2 separate regions of the Hordeum vulgare genome follow, and region 1 is linked to region 2. A link is a contact called in public Hi-C data. All regions are on one chromosome and are shown on one strand. The core of a region is the stretch at or near the end of the contact, and the rest is flanking DNA. Distances in the headings are between cores, read along the strand shown. Region 1 holds the start of LOC123449649 (transmembrane protein 131). Region 2 holds the start of LOC123449648 (uroporphyrinogen-III synthase, chloroplastic).

The links. A called contact is a pair of places that touch in the nucleus more often than the background predicts.
Region 1: a contact with region 2 is called in a Hi-C map of leaf, with 6 times the contacts expected there. The contact joins the promoter of LOC123449649 here to the promoter of LOC123449648 in region 2. A contact is called at or near these places in 5 of 6 Hi-C or Micro-C datasets (leaf and seedling) and 1 of 1 datasets of contacts at active chromatin or transcription factors (embryo).

What each region holds. Positions count from the first base shown.
Region 1 is chr4H:573,186,328-573,193,558 of MorexV3_pseudomolecules_assembly, forward strand. It overlaps LOC123449649 (transmembrane protein 131), which reads left to right and starts at 2,589. Exons shown (of 4, transcript XM_045126938.1): 1 at 2,589-2,746; 2 at 3,061-4,783; 3 at 5,447-6,531; 4 at 6,617-7,231. The coding sequence starts at 2,652.
Region 2 is chr4H:572,982,763-572,989,353 of MorexV3_pseudomolecules_assembly, forward strand. It overlaps LOC123449648 (uroporphyrinogen-III synthase, chloroplastic), which reads left to right and starts at 1,921. Exons shown (of 9, transcript XM_045126937.1): 1 at 1,921-2,189; 2 at 2,428-2,515; 3 at 2,601-2,667; 4 at 2,943-3,061; 5 at 3,190-3,285; 6 at 3,597-3,652; 7 at 5,765-5,850; 8 at 6,185-6,319; 9 at 6,509-6,591. The coding sequence starts at 1,992. The coding sequence ends at 6,563.

The DNA of each region.
Region 1 (7,231 bases), core at 1,339-3,838, 200 kb after region 2:
CACTGGCAACCGTGCGGCACGGATCGATGCGTGCGTGTCGGCATGCATGCATGCGTTTAGGTCTAGGTCACTAGATGCGTGCGTGGCGGTGTTCGCATGCATAGCAGGCTACATCGATGCCAAAGACGGGCATGCATAGCAGGCTACATCGATGCCAAAGACGGGCATGCATAGCAGGTTGCATCCATCGATAGTAGGCTTTTTTAATTTATTACCAACAAACTAACGGGCCCGTCCTATGAACACAAACACGGCCCAACCAGCGAAGCCACAGCCACAGTCAACAGAGTTCAACATGGCCTCACAAGTCAGTTAACTGTCAAGACGGCAAACGCGTGTTATCAACATTTGTGAGAGTTTCAGCTAAGGGAGAGGGGAAAAGTGAGCAAAAGTTTGAAGCGTGGGAAAAACTGAACACAACTAAGGAATTGAGGGCACAGATGAAATAATCCCTATTTGATAAGCAAGCATCTTATCAATAAGCTAAGTTTTTTTCACGAGAATGCAGGCTAGGCGAGTTAGTTGTTGGGCCAAACTTGATGCTTCAGCTTGTTTCTTTTCAGACCAGGGACGATCCCTCCAAACACATGTTGTTTTCTATTTTGCCCAAATGCATGCGCCATCTACCGATTCATTTGAATCCTATTTTTTTCCCACTTTGCACAAATGCGCATATTTGATGGGTTCTATCTCACTAATGTCCAATCCGGCTATTAGAACTATGGGCTTTTAAGGATGCGACCTTACAATGTGAAAGCTGAGATACATTATTTTTGTTGAGCAAATGTGAAGTGAAATGAAAGGGAAGAAATGAATCATGTTGACTTCAGATACTCTGGTGAAGAACAAGACGAAGTAGCAGTAAATAAGGTAAGTTTTTATTTGACGAGAACGAGAGAATATGTTTGGCATTGTCAAATAAGTAAGTTCATTTTATTTTTCAAGAGGACATGCTACAAATAAGATAAGTTTTTTTAATAAGAATATATGCTACACGAGTTGGTTGTTGGGCCAAACTCGAGGCTTTAGCCTGTTCCCCTAATGATCAGGTCGAACCCTCGCAAACACATGCATAGGCCATCTACAGGTTCAACCAATTCTTGTTTTTTCCAAGTTTGCGCAAAACTAGCCTATTCACCTGGTTCTTTCTCGTCCGTTGGTTGGGCAGTCCATAGAAACCGTGCATGTTGCGTATTCCCAGTGGCTTTCAATCCATCTTTTAAAACTATGTGTGAGGCGCAACTGGTTGCGTAGAGAAGAGGCGTTTACATAAGCTCGTACATTAAATGCTCAATAGATATCTGGCTTGGATGTGGTGATCTTCTAACATTACATAATACTTTTTGTGAAGTTTAAATGTTTGATTTGTTGCTTTAGTTGGGATTTGCAGCCCACATAATATTCATGGACTAAATAGTCATCTGAACTTCAGAATTTTCAACGTTCTTTCTCCAAACAAGAGAACTAACCATCACGTTCTATGTTCCTAAGTGACTTATCCAAATTACCATGCAAAAAATGTGCAAAAGCGAAATTGGGGGTAGCTAGGCAACCAGTTCATCATCAAGAGGTACAAATCAAAGTGAATAATCATTAAACAACACAAGTAGGTAAAAAAAGCAAAGATGGGAGGTGAAACGGCTAGGTGGCTATGAGCTACAAATAGCGGGGTGACGCAAAGGAGAAAGTCGTGACGTGGGCCTACACACATGCATGAGCTTTGAACGCTTAGAGCATCTTATCTTATCTTATCTTGATTGACCACCGAAAGTTTCTTATCTAACATTTTCTTTTCCTTTTTTATTATATAAAGAACTGTTTGAAGAATTTATATTTGTTGTTGTTTGGACTACATTTGTAGCACCCAAACATTAAAAGGGCTAAATAGCAATCTCGACTTCAAATGTACTTCCCCTTCCCGGGGGAGGGGGGGGGGGGGTTGAATGTGCTTTCTTCACTCGGACCAACCAACACATCACCCTCATTTTATCTATGTAATCAATTGCTCATCAAGAGGTAGAAACCGAAGTGAATAATAATCAAGAAACAACAGCAGGCGGAAAATGTGGACACAAAGGAGATGAAACGGTTTGGTGGGCGTGAGCTGTAAACAGTGGGGTTGACGCAAACGAGAATGTCGCGACGCGGGCATACGCAAGCGCGAGTGCATTCAATGCTTAGAGCATCTTATCATTGGCCATCAAAAGTTCCTTATTTACAAAACAATTTCCCCTTTTTGTTAGAAAGAACTGTTTGAAAACATTTTTATTTGTTGTTGTTGTTGCTGTTGTTTGGACTAGATTTGTAGCACACAAACATTGAAATGGCAAAAAGTTCTCGAAATTCATATTGGAAGGGCTATAAAAATTTAGCCATGTGAACTTTAAAAACCACAAAACGGGTTTCCCCCTTCTTTTTTTGGGGAAAACATGAATGTGTTTTCTTCACGGGGACCAACCAACACCTTCCCCCCATTTTTTTTTTCGTTTCCCCTCCACTTCTTTTTATTTCCTGTCCGCCTCTGTCCCTGTCCACCCCCCTCCCCCTCCCTCCCCTCCTTTTTATTTCCTTTTTCTTTTCATTTTCCCGTCGATTCCTATGGTCACCACAACACAACACTAAAGTCTCGCCCGCCGCATGCCCTCGTCGCCATGACCACCCGCCGCCGCCGCCGCCGCCGCTGCTCCTCGTCAGCGGCGCCATCCATTCCCCTCGCCCCCCTGCGCTCCGCTTCCTCCGCTGCTCGGTAAGTTCCCCGTTACCTCCGCTGCTCCGCCCTCCTTGCTTTCTTGCCTCCAGCCATCCCGAAGCGAACGAGGAACTGCTGTCCGCCTCTCGCTCGCTGGCTGGCTGGCTGGCTGGTGTTCTCGAGTTCTAGAGTGATCCATGCTTATGCCGACGAGGAATACCGAGTTTTTTTGGGCTCCTTGTGACTATTTTCTTGGGGTTTCTGTTTTGGGGGATGCTTTGGTGTTCGGTAGCGCTCTGCCTTTTTGACGAACCACCGCGGCGAGCCGGCGAGTTCTTGATTCCTTTTGTGGTGTCTTTGGCTTCCTGCAGGGGTTTCTTGGCTGCTCTTTGCTGCGTCTTCTTGGCCCTTGCGCTGTCCGTCTCGGCGGCGGCGGCTGCGGGGGATTCCGTGGAGGAGGACCGCCAGGAGGACGGTCGCTGCCTCGGCTTCCGGGATGTGTGCGCCGACGGGGGTTCCTTCTGCTTCTCGTCCTCGGAGGTTCAGGCGCTGCTCGCCAGCGATGACGTCACCAAGGAGCCTGATTTGGGGGTTTCAAGGGACCGGGGGCCATCCCGGTCAATGTGCTTCCCGATGTCCGGCGGAGGCATGGTAACTTGCTCCTCTGCAGATGCGACCATCGCAGGGGCGCGCGATGCGTTGGGGGGAGAGGGCAAGGATGTTGCGAGGTATGACGCGGCGTCGTGCCAGGCGCCGCTTGTGCCTGACAATTGGATGCAGGCATCGCACGGGGTGCCACTGGAACTGGACGGCGCGGCCTCAGATGTCAGCCCGAGTGCGAGTGGCCTCTACAGTTCTTCGTCCATGAATGTGGAGATAAGTCCACCAGTGCTGGATTGGGGCAGGAGTAACCTTTATGCAGCCTCTGTGGCCTCCCTGACTGTGGTGAATTTGAACAATGACAGTGTCCTGCGTGTCTATGAGCCATTCAGCACTGATCCACAGTTCTATGTGTATGGATATGAGGACCTGGTTCTGCAGCCCGGCGAAAATGCGTCGGTCACCTTCATGTTCCTGCCGAAGCTGTTGGGCTCTTCTTCAGCACATTTGGTTTTGCAGACCAATTTCGGTGGATTCATCATACAAGCTAAGGGCATGGCTGTCGGGTCGCCGTACCAGATACTTCCATTGACCAGGATGGATGTTGTAATAGGTGGACACCTGGAGAAGAATTTGTCCATATACAACCCTTTTGATGATTCTCTCTATGTCGAGGAAGTGGCAGTTTGGATGTCTGCTTCTGAAAGCACAAAACAATCTTCTCATGTAGTTTGTCAGTTAGGCCCTTTAGATGAGGCAGTGGAGTTAACTTCTTTGAGCAGCAACTGGCTTACAGCAAGCAGCACTGAATTTGGATGGCCAGTGATCCATATTAGGCCTAGTGAGCAGTGGGAGGTGCTTCCTTCAGAAAGCAGGACTGTCATAGAGTTGAAACTGCAACCTATTTCAGAAGGCAAGGTGTTCGGTGCTATCTACATGAAACTGCGCAATCACACAACTGATAAAGTGGACATTGTTGTTATACCTATTGAACTAGAGGTACACACGCGCACCTACTATGATTCCACAGACTTGGTTTCTGTCACGTTTGAGCGAATATCATCTTGTGCTGGAAATGGGTCAATATTTTCCCTTTCTTTACGGAATGATGCAACAGAGTTACTGAAGGTCGTGAGTGTAACTGGGGATAACAGGGATGGCCCGATGATCTTTCAGTTGAAGTATTTGGATGGCTTGATACTCTTCCCTGACACTGTAACAGATATAGCTTTGATAAGATATACTGCTTCAGTTCCAAAGGGTGTTCCATTTGACAACTGCAATATAGTGGTCGAAACAAACAGTTCCCTTGGTAGTTCAATTGTGATACCCTGCCAAGATATAATGCGTGCATCTATTTCTTACACTACCAACGCTGTTGTTGCTGAATCTGATGAGCCAGTTGCTGAATCATTTCCTGAAGAGACCTCCGCTAACTCAAGGACAGGATCTTTGGGCAGCATCATAGAAACAGAAGGCCCGCATAACATGAAGGTAATATAAAACCTTGTGCAGTTTCAGTTGGTCTTAAGTGTTGTTCTCCTAGCTGGACTAGGAGCTGTTTTGAAGCATTTTATGCTTACAACATAATCTATGCTATGAACCCAGTAATGAGTAATGATATCACCCTGTAATGCGTTACCCTGTTCATTAATTTCATCAGTGCAGCATATCATTTTCTCTTTAAACCGGTATAGTTAATCTCATGCAGGCTGTAAATTCATATTGGTATGTTAACCTTCCTGCTTTAAAGTTTTCTGTAGCACGCTATTATCGCATTAAAGAAAGTTTATAAGGCCCTTATTGTGGTTGTCATTAGTATTAACCATCTGTTTGGAAGAATAAGCGGGCGAATAGAGAAAAGCAGGCACATTACGCAGTCTTACTCTCGTTATACTCCCTCCGTCTCAAAATAAGTGTCTTAACCTTAATACAATTTTGTACTAGAGTTAGTACAAAGTCGAGACAGTTATTTTGGGACGGAGGGAGTATATCTTAAGATAGTTGAATATTGATCTAGTATTCGACTGTCAGAGATATCCATCAGTTGGTAACTCTTTGCAAAGTGCTAAATTGTATCAAGTGTTTTCCTCCTGTATGCATTTAAGTATTTCTGCTTTGTAATATTCTCATACAATTTTGTAATATAATTTGCAGCCAACAACCAGGGGAGCAATCAGAGCTGATGACATGGTACTTAGGAACTGGAGATCTCATGGTACAATGACTGGGATTTCTGTTCTCACAAATCATGAGCTGGTGTTTCCTGTCGTGCAAATTGGATCACAGTTTTCTGAATGGATAACCGTCCATAACCCAAGCCAGCAACATGTGTCCATGCAGCTGGTACTGAACTCTGAGGAAATGATTGGCCAGTGTAGAACTGTAAACGACGAATGTGAACACACTTTCTCAAGCAGATCTCCTGAAATTGACTCGACAGAGACTAGATTTGGTTTCTCATTAGGTAGCAAAGCAATTACTGAGACCTATCTTGGTCCTTTGACAAGTGCTGTACTTGGTCCCATTGTTTTCCGTCCTTCAAATCGTTGCATGTGGTCAAGCATGGCTTTGATTAGAAACAATTTGTCCGGATTGGAATGGTTACCTCTTCGAGCACCTGGTGGCTGGCAATCTATTGCCCTTTTAGAGGGACCTGAGGCTGTTTGGAAGCTAGAATTTAACCTTGGGTCTAATCTTGACGACAACTCAACACTGTCCAAATCCGAGATCCCCAGCCCTTCGTGCAATCAGCAGTTGTCCAAGGAGATACATGTTAAAAATAGTGGTGACCTTCCTCTTCGAGTCACAAAGGTTAAAGTTTCTGGAGTTGATTGTGGTTTGGATGGATTTACCGTGAACAACTGCAAGGGATTTAGCTTAGCGCCAAGTGAATCAATAAGAATGCTCATTTCTTTTAAAGCTGACTTCTCTTCAGTTAAGGTTCAGCGAGATCTTGAGCTAGCTATGACTACTGGCATCTTCGTAATCCCTATGACTGCAAATGTTCCTGTCTGTATGCTTAAGCAGTGCAAAAGGTCTTACTTCAGATCAATCCATTGGAAAGCATTAATACTCTTCTTTGGAACTGTGTCCTTGTTTTTTATGGTCTTTGTTCGTGGTGCCCCGTATTCTTTGTCAGCAAACTCTCAAGGCTACTATGTCAAGATTGCTGACAGGAAAGATACCATCAGTAAGACTGTTAAGCCCTCTTTTCCTCAGGGCAGTAACAAAACTTCCAGGTAATTTTTTGATCAATATTGTCCTTTTATCACATTTTTCCAATATCAGATGATTTATGTTTGACCAACTGTGCATTGTTAACAGGCCGATAAGGGAACACAGAAAAGCTGAAGAAGCTCTTCCTGAGAAATGCCCTCCTAGTACTCTTGATAGCCCCCGAAAGAAAGATGACAAGAGTAACCCAGATAAACAACAGAATACAACTTCAGTTATATCTGTGTCCCCAACTAATCCCGTGGAAGACAAGGTATCAACCGAAGCTACGCAAACTAGCGGGAACCTTACTATCAGAGTTGCTCGAGACAAAGGGAGGCGAAGGAAGCGAAAAGTTGGTGGTGCAGGACTGGCAGCAAAATTTGAGGTTTCTAGCAGCCACAGCGGGAATTCAACACCATCTTCGCCGCTGTCACCGAGTTTAACCCCTAGACAAGGCTGGTCCTTTTCTGGAGCATCATCCGAACTGAAGCACAAAAATAAACTCGAGAGTAGACTTGATGTCGAAGCAAGGGCACCATTAACTGGGAATAACAAAGCGAAGAATGGCTGGTCCCAAACTGCCAAGGAGCAGCCACCTGCACGTCCAGCGACATCTGTAAACCCATTGGCTTCATCCACTGCACTGACCACAGCATGGCGCTCACCATTGTTGGCCGCGTCTTCCCCAATTGCTCCGCATGCTCGTGCTCCTGGCTCCAACCT
Region 2 (6,591 bases), core at 671-3,170:
TTGTTTTGGATTTTGGAAGAAATTTGGCAAATATACCGTTTTATAGTTCGTGAACAGAATCAGAAATTGGGAACATTTTCTGAAGTTCCCAAACATTTTTGAATTTGCAAACAAATTTTCATAACATGAACAGTTTTCAAATTCGTGAGAAAAAATAGAAATTGGGAACATTTTCTGAAGTTCCCAAACATTTTTGAATTTGCAAACAAATTTTCATAACATGAACAGTTTTCAAATTCGTGAGAAAAAATAGAAATTGGGAAAAAAAATTCTGAAGTTCCCGAACATTTTTTTGAATTTGTGGACAAATTTTGTAAAATGAGCACTTTTAGAATTTGTGGACAAAATTTTGAAAACAGGAACATCTCTTTTTTCAGAAAAAATCACATTTTAAAAAAAATCTATGTGAAATTACAAATTTTGGAAAAACTATATATTACAGTACAAGTACGGAAAATAACATGCAACATGGAATATTTTACAACATTAAGTTTTTTGTTTTGGAAATCCACAAAATTAAATTAGTAAGTATATTCGTGATGCGACTTCATTCACAAGAATTGATTATCTCTTGTGGCTAGCAGCGCTCGTCGAGGTACACGTAAGTCAGGGTTGGTCTCAGTGGGCTGGTCCAATCGCATGCCTCGTGTGGGTCGCGCTCGCTATTGGCCGAAGAATGCAACATCGTTCGAAATCACTAGTTAGCGAGTACATCTTTTAACGATTACTTTCATCTTTACAGGCTGTGACAAGTGGCGCACTGCATGTGTGCCATTTGTCGCAAACTGAGAGTTTTTCTTTTTTCGTAGATTTGTATTTTTAAAACGTTTTATCTCCTAAACCGTGCGTCCAAATCTTGAACCGTTTTCATCATTGGCTTTCTCGCGCCAAGATTTTCAAAACTAGATCCCATGTGATGATTTTTTTCACGAAAAAAACAGAATAAAAAAACCGGACGAAAAACCATGCGTCACGCGATAGAAAAAAAATAGATTTTTTCCCTTTCTGAGAGGCACGGATCGTGCCTCTCGCGAAGGCAAAACCATGCCTCTCGCGGAATCAAAACCGTGCCTCTCACGAAAAAAAAGAGAACAAAAAATGCGTTTTTCCCTTTCGGGAGAGGCACGGGCGTGTCTCTCGCGAAGCAAAAATCATGCGTTTGCGGAAGCAAAACTGTGCCTCTCGCAAAAAAAAGCATTTTTCCTCTTTCGGGAGAGGCACGGGTGTGTCTCTCGCGAAGGCGAAATTGTGTCTTTCGCGAAAGCAAAATCGTACCTCTCACAAAAAAATAGAAAACGTGTTTTTTCCCTTTACGAGAGGCACGGACGTGCCCCTCCCGTAGGTAAAACCGTGCCTTTCACGAAAGCAAAATCGTGTCTCTCGTAAAAAAATAGAAAACATATTTTTCCCTTTAGGCACAGGCATGCCCCTCGCGAAGGCAAAACCGTGCCTTTTTCATGAAAGCAAAACCGTTTCTTTCTCGAAGATAAAACCATACCTCTCACAAAATAAAATATAAAACGTGTTTTTCACATAAAGAAAAGAAAACACGTTTTTAAAAAAAAAATGATTTTTTTGTTTTGCAAAAGCTACGAAAGACCGGTAAAAACCAGAACACAAAAAAAACTATTCAAAAAAGGCTGGAAACGCGTGCGAAAAAATAAAAGAAAATCCGAAAGAAACGCTCAGAATGCAAAACGTGACGGTGACTGAGAACACGCCAAGTTACCATGCGTGAAAGTGATCGCTGGAATTCTTGTGAGAAAGCGCTCGCTAACTAGTTCATCGTATCACTACTAGGCCCATAAATAGCCCACCACGCTACAAAGGCCGCCCGTTCGGCAGTTACTCAGCCCAGATCCAGGATAACGAACGGAAACGTGGGGGCCCGCCCACATCCACCGAGTCCAGACTCCAGACTCCAGACTCCAGAGCGTGTCGGCTCCTCTCCGCAACACAGGTCAGCCGCGGCGTCGGCCTTCGCCTCCCCCATGGCCTTCCATTCCTCCGTCGCCCCCATCCCCTTCGCCCCACCTCACGGGCCCGGAGCCTTCCACCGAGCCGCCCACCCCGCCGGAGCCTCCCGACCCGGCGCGCCCTGGAGGAGTCCCGTCGCCCGCTCGTCCGCCTCGCCCGACGTCGTGGTCACGCGCGAGCGAGGCAAGAACGCCAAGCTCGTCGCCGCTCTGGTAAGTCCCCTCTCACAGCGGGCAGCTCTCGCACTGTTCTTCTGGATCGAGCGCAACCGATTTTCAGTTTTCTGGTGCGCTGACCCGAAATTGGTGGATTTGAGAGGATTATACGGTCGTTTGTAGACAGGCGATTTTCTGGGCTGATTTTACATCTCCGAAACTGAAATGGGGGCTAACAAATGGCACCTTGAGGAATTAATCGCGTCAGTCTTGTACTGTGATTGGATCTGTGCAGGAAAAGCATAATGTGCACTCTCTGGAGCTTCCTCTTATTCAGCACGTCCAAGGGCCTGACGCAGATAGGCTTTCAGCTGTCTTGCGGGGTACGTGGTTCAGTCTATCTTTTTAAACTGCTTTGCAGAAATTGCAACCGCAGGGTTTAGTCACTTCAGTATTGTGTATTTACAGATGAAAAGTTTGACTGGATTACTGTAACATCTCCTGAGGCAGCTGCAGTGTTCCTTGAGGGATGGAAGTAAGATTCAAACATATTGCAGTTATTGTGCGCAGTGTTGCCACACAAATAGAACATATGTCATTTCGCGATTCATTCCACATATGTTGTGGGCTTGTGGCAGCGCAGGTCCGTGCGCTTTCTGTGAAACAAAGTAGATTGTGTGTTTTACATGTCCAAAGTTTTTTCTTACTGAACTTCATTTCTGAAATCAAATCATCGCTACATGAAACGAGAGCAAATCAAACTTAATCTACGGCCACCATATTTGACATCGCACAATAACTCAATACCAGGGCTGCTGGAAGTCCTAAGGTGCGAATAGCAGTTGTTGGAGCAGGTACTGCAAGAACTTTTGATGAAGTATTGCAATCTAATGATGGATCCCTTGAGATTGCATTTTCTCCTTCCAAAGGTATCTTGCCCATCATTTATATTACTATGATGTACAGCCCATGCACTTTATTAAAGACTTCATGCATCTTGAAGACTTGAAGTGTTTTCAATTATGTAAGGTACTTATTACATTTGTTTCTTCATCAGCTTTGGGCAAAGTTTTGGCCTCTGAACTTCCAAGGACTAGTGAAACTGCCTGTAAAGTGTTGTATCCTGCATCTGCAAAGGCTGGCCATGAAATTCGTGAGTCATTTTGTGTTCATGCGGTTAACATTATATGGGAGCTATTTATTTCAGCCCCTTCATTTAAGTCACAGGATTTCTGCCTTACATTTAACCAGAGAGAGTTGTGAACTATTCAGGGCTTTGCAAATTGATCCGTATTATAAATCAATAATTGCTAAGTAATTTCAGTCTTGTAGTTAAGTTTAAGTTTTGTAACTGGTCATATCAATTTTGACTCTTTTTGTTCGTTATCTTGTGGTACCCGTCTTCCACAAAAACTGCATAGAATATTCAGTCTTTCTGTTACTTAGTTTCACCCTGCGGTGCAGAGAATGGGCTTTCAGCTCGAGGATTTGAGGTGACAAGACTGAACACCTATTCAACTGTAAGATTTTCAATTATATTGATATTTAATTCATTTTCCATTTCTGAATGTAGAACATGCATTCTGGATTTTTTTAGCTATTTTCCATTGATCTATGGTACCTACCTGGTTAGCTTGATCTTTCTTAAATCTATGAGTACTAATTTTGTTTCATATTAAGCTTCTGTTATGGTTGCTAGGGTTTGAGCGGGAGAGAGAGAGCTGCGAGGGCGCGAGAGAGCCGGCCGTGGGAGTCCTTTCCCACGGCCGGGCAAGAGGGAAAAGGGTTTTCCTTCTTAATCCTTGCCTGTTTAGATTGATACATCTCCTCTCCATATATAGAGAGGTTTACTTGACTCCCAAGTAAGGCTTACTTGACCCCTAAGCAAACCCTAAGACTAACGGGCCCAGGCCCATCACGTACTCTAACACTACACCCCACCTGGACATGCAGATCATCCTCGAGCTGCAACCTAACGACGATTCGACCCCACACAACCCTAACGCCTAAAAAACAAGCCTTTTACATCTCGTCCTATTGTATTGACCTAAAATAAGCTAACCCGAATGAGACTCCGACTCTTTATTTTTGACTCCGAACGATAAGGCGAGAATCCTCCGCGCGCCGAACTTGTGCGTTTGCAGCCCCCTGGATCCCAAGGACACCATCGGGACCAAGGGAGCCCTTGCGGTGGCCGGCGGCGGAATGCAGTGGTGCTACGCGGTGTGCTCCTGTCGGTGACACCATGTCTTCTCCCCGCCGGCTGACTGTCGATGTCGCAGACTTGGAGGTCGTCGCCCGTGGGAAAAACAGCATGCCCGCCGCCCGTGGGGGAAACCGCATGCCCAAGATCCCCCACGCAGCGGACGAGATCGAGGTCTGTTGCACCGCGAAGCGCAACTTGGAGGAGCTGCAGCTGCAAATAACGCATCTCCCGCACATGCCGACGCGCTAGGAGGCCGCGCGCAGCAGCCTGCAGCCTCACCGCCGCCGACACGTGGTGGGTAGCGATCCAAGCCGGAAGCGGTGCCGGCGACGGCTGGAACTTGATCTGTTGAATGGGATTGTCCTGGGACGGCGGTGGCGCTGCTGGGAACGAGGTCGTCGCAGTCCCGTCGTAGGGCATCCCATGCTGGAACGTGATGACCGGCGCCGTGGTCGCAGCCGAGGGCGGCGGCGGCGGCCGTGCGGGGGTCGGCGCCGGTGCTGTGACCATGGAGGACCCCCCGTGGAATGGCGCACCGTCGGGACTGGCGAAGCGGGAGGGCCCGCCGTACTGTTGGTGTGGTGCCGGTGGTGACTGGATGTGCGGCGGCACCCAGGCCGCCGTATAGATCGGCCCGGAGACGGGAAGCGGCAGCGGCGGCTGCAGCAGCCTGGCGTCGAGTGGCGGCGACGACAGCAGCAGCATCGGCTGATGGCGCGGCCGGCGGCGGTCCGTAGGGACTGGCCAGGAAGAGGCAGATCCCTTGGACGGCGGTGGTGAGATCGCGGATTGCTCCGGCGATCTCCTCCGGGGTGAGGGCGACAGGAAGCGGTGGCGACGGGGTGAACATGATCGAGCCTGAGAAATCTGATACCAGATGTTATGGTTGCTAGGATTTGAGCGGGAGAGAGAGAGATGCGAGGGCGCGAGAGAGCCGGCCGTGGGGTCCTTTCCCACGGCCGGGCAAGAGGGAAAAGGGTTTTCCTTCTTAATCCTTGCCTGTTTAGATTGATACATCTCCTCTCCATATATAGAGAGGTTTACTTGACTCCCAAGTAAGGCTTACTTGACCCCTAAGCAAACCCGACTAACGGGCCCAGACCCATCACGTACTCTAACAGCTTCATATCAAGCAGCCTTTTGCGAACACATCACATAATTCCGAACTAGAGCTGGATATTTGTGGTTTTCTCCCGGTAGTTGTAGGTTGATTCTAGTGAACTCTTGAACTCAAATACTCAATGCAGTTGAACCATAGTATTAACCATTGATTTGCCTCATCATATTATATCTGTGCCAGCCTGCTTTCCTAACCTGACAGTGGCATATCATGAATTTTGTATTGGGTTTTACATTATACTTAACACCTTATGTGCGCATGGACTTGGACTCCTGATAATTTATGAAATGGCTGTTTTACAAATAGGTACCTGTACAAGATGTAGACCCACAGATTTTAAATCTTGCTCTTTCAACACCAGTTGTTGCAGTAGCTTCTCCTTCTGCACTCCGGTAACTATGTTAACTGTATTTGGGTATTCTTTCCATAACTTTCGCTCACATGATTATGCAGTAGTAATACAACATTGTAAGATGGTGAGCTAAAGCACATGCGCAGCAAATCATGAGATACTAGCATTTAAACATGAGCCTGCGTTTGGAGGAGGTCATTATACATACATCAGAAGGTTGCTGATCCACAAAGCGCATCACAGTTTTTGTCCATATCATGCAGAACCTGGAACATGATATTACAGTCCGTTTCTCTTTGTTGATCTTTAATTCCATTTTGCACAAAACTTTGCTTTACTCTCTTCATTTGTTTCATTCTATGTCGTTGTTGCAGGGCGTGGCTAAATCTCACGTCACGGGTTGACGACTGGAGCAACTCGGTCGCCTGCATAGGCGAGACGACGGCGTCAGCGGCCAAGAAACTCGGCCTGGAGAGCGTATACTATCCTGCAACCCCTGGACTCGAAGGGTACGGGCGCACACACACACACGCACATCATAATCTCCTTTTCTGAACAACGTTATCCCAATTGTCGTGTACAAGTTGCTGTTCGCTGGACATTCAGAGCCATACATTCAGACGAACACGCTACGACTTATCGTAGTCCTTGACTTGCGACTATTGTGTGACGATCGTTTTCCATGTTGCTTTGGGCAGGTGGGTTGAAAGCATCCTGGAAGCGCTCAGAGCCCATAAGCAATCGTCCAAGTGACTGAGGCGTCGGCGCTCGGCAGCTCTCT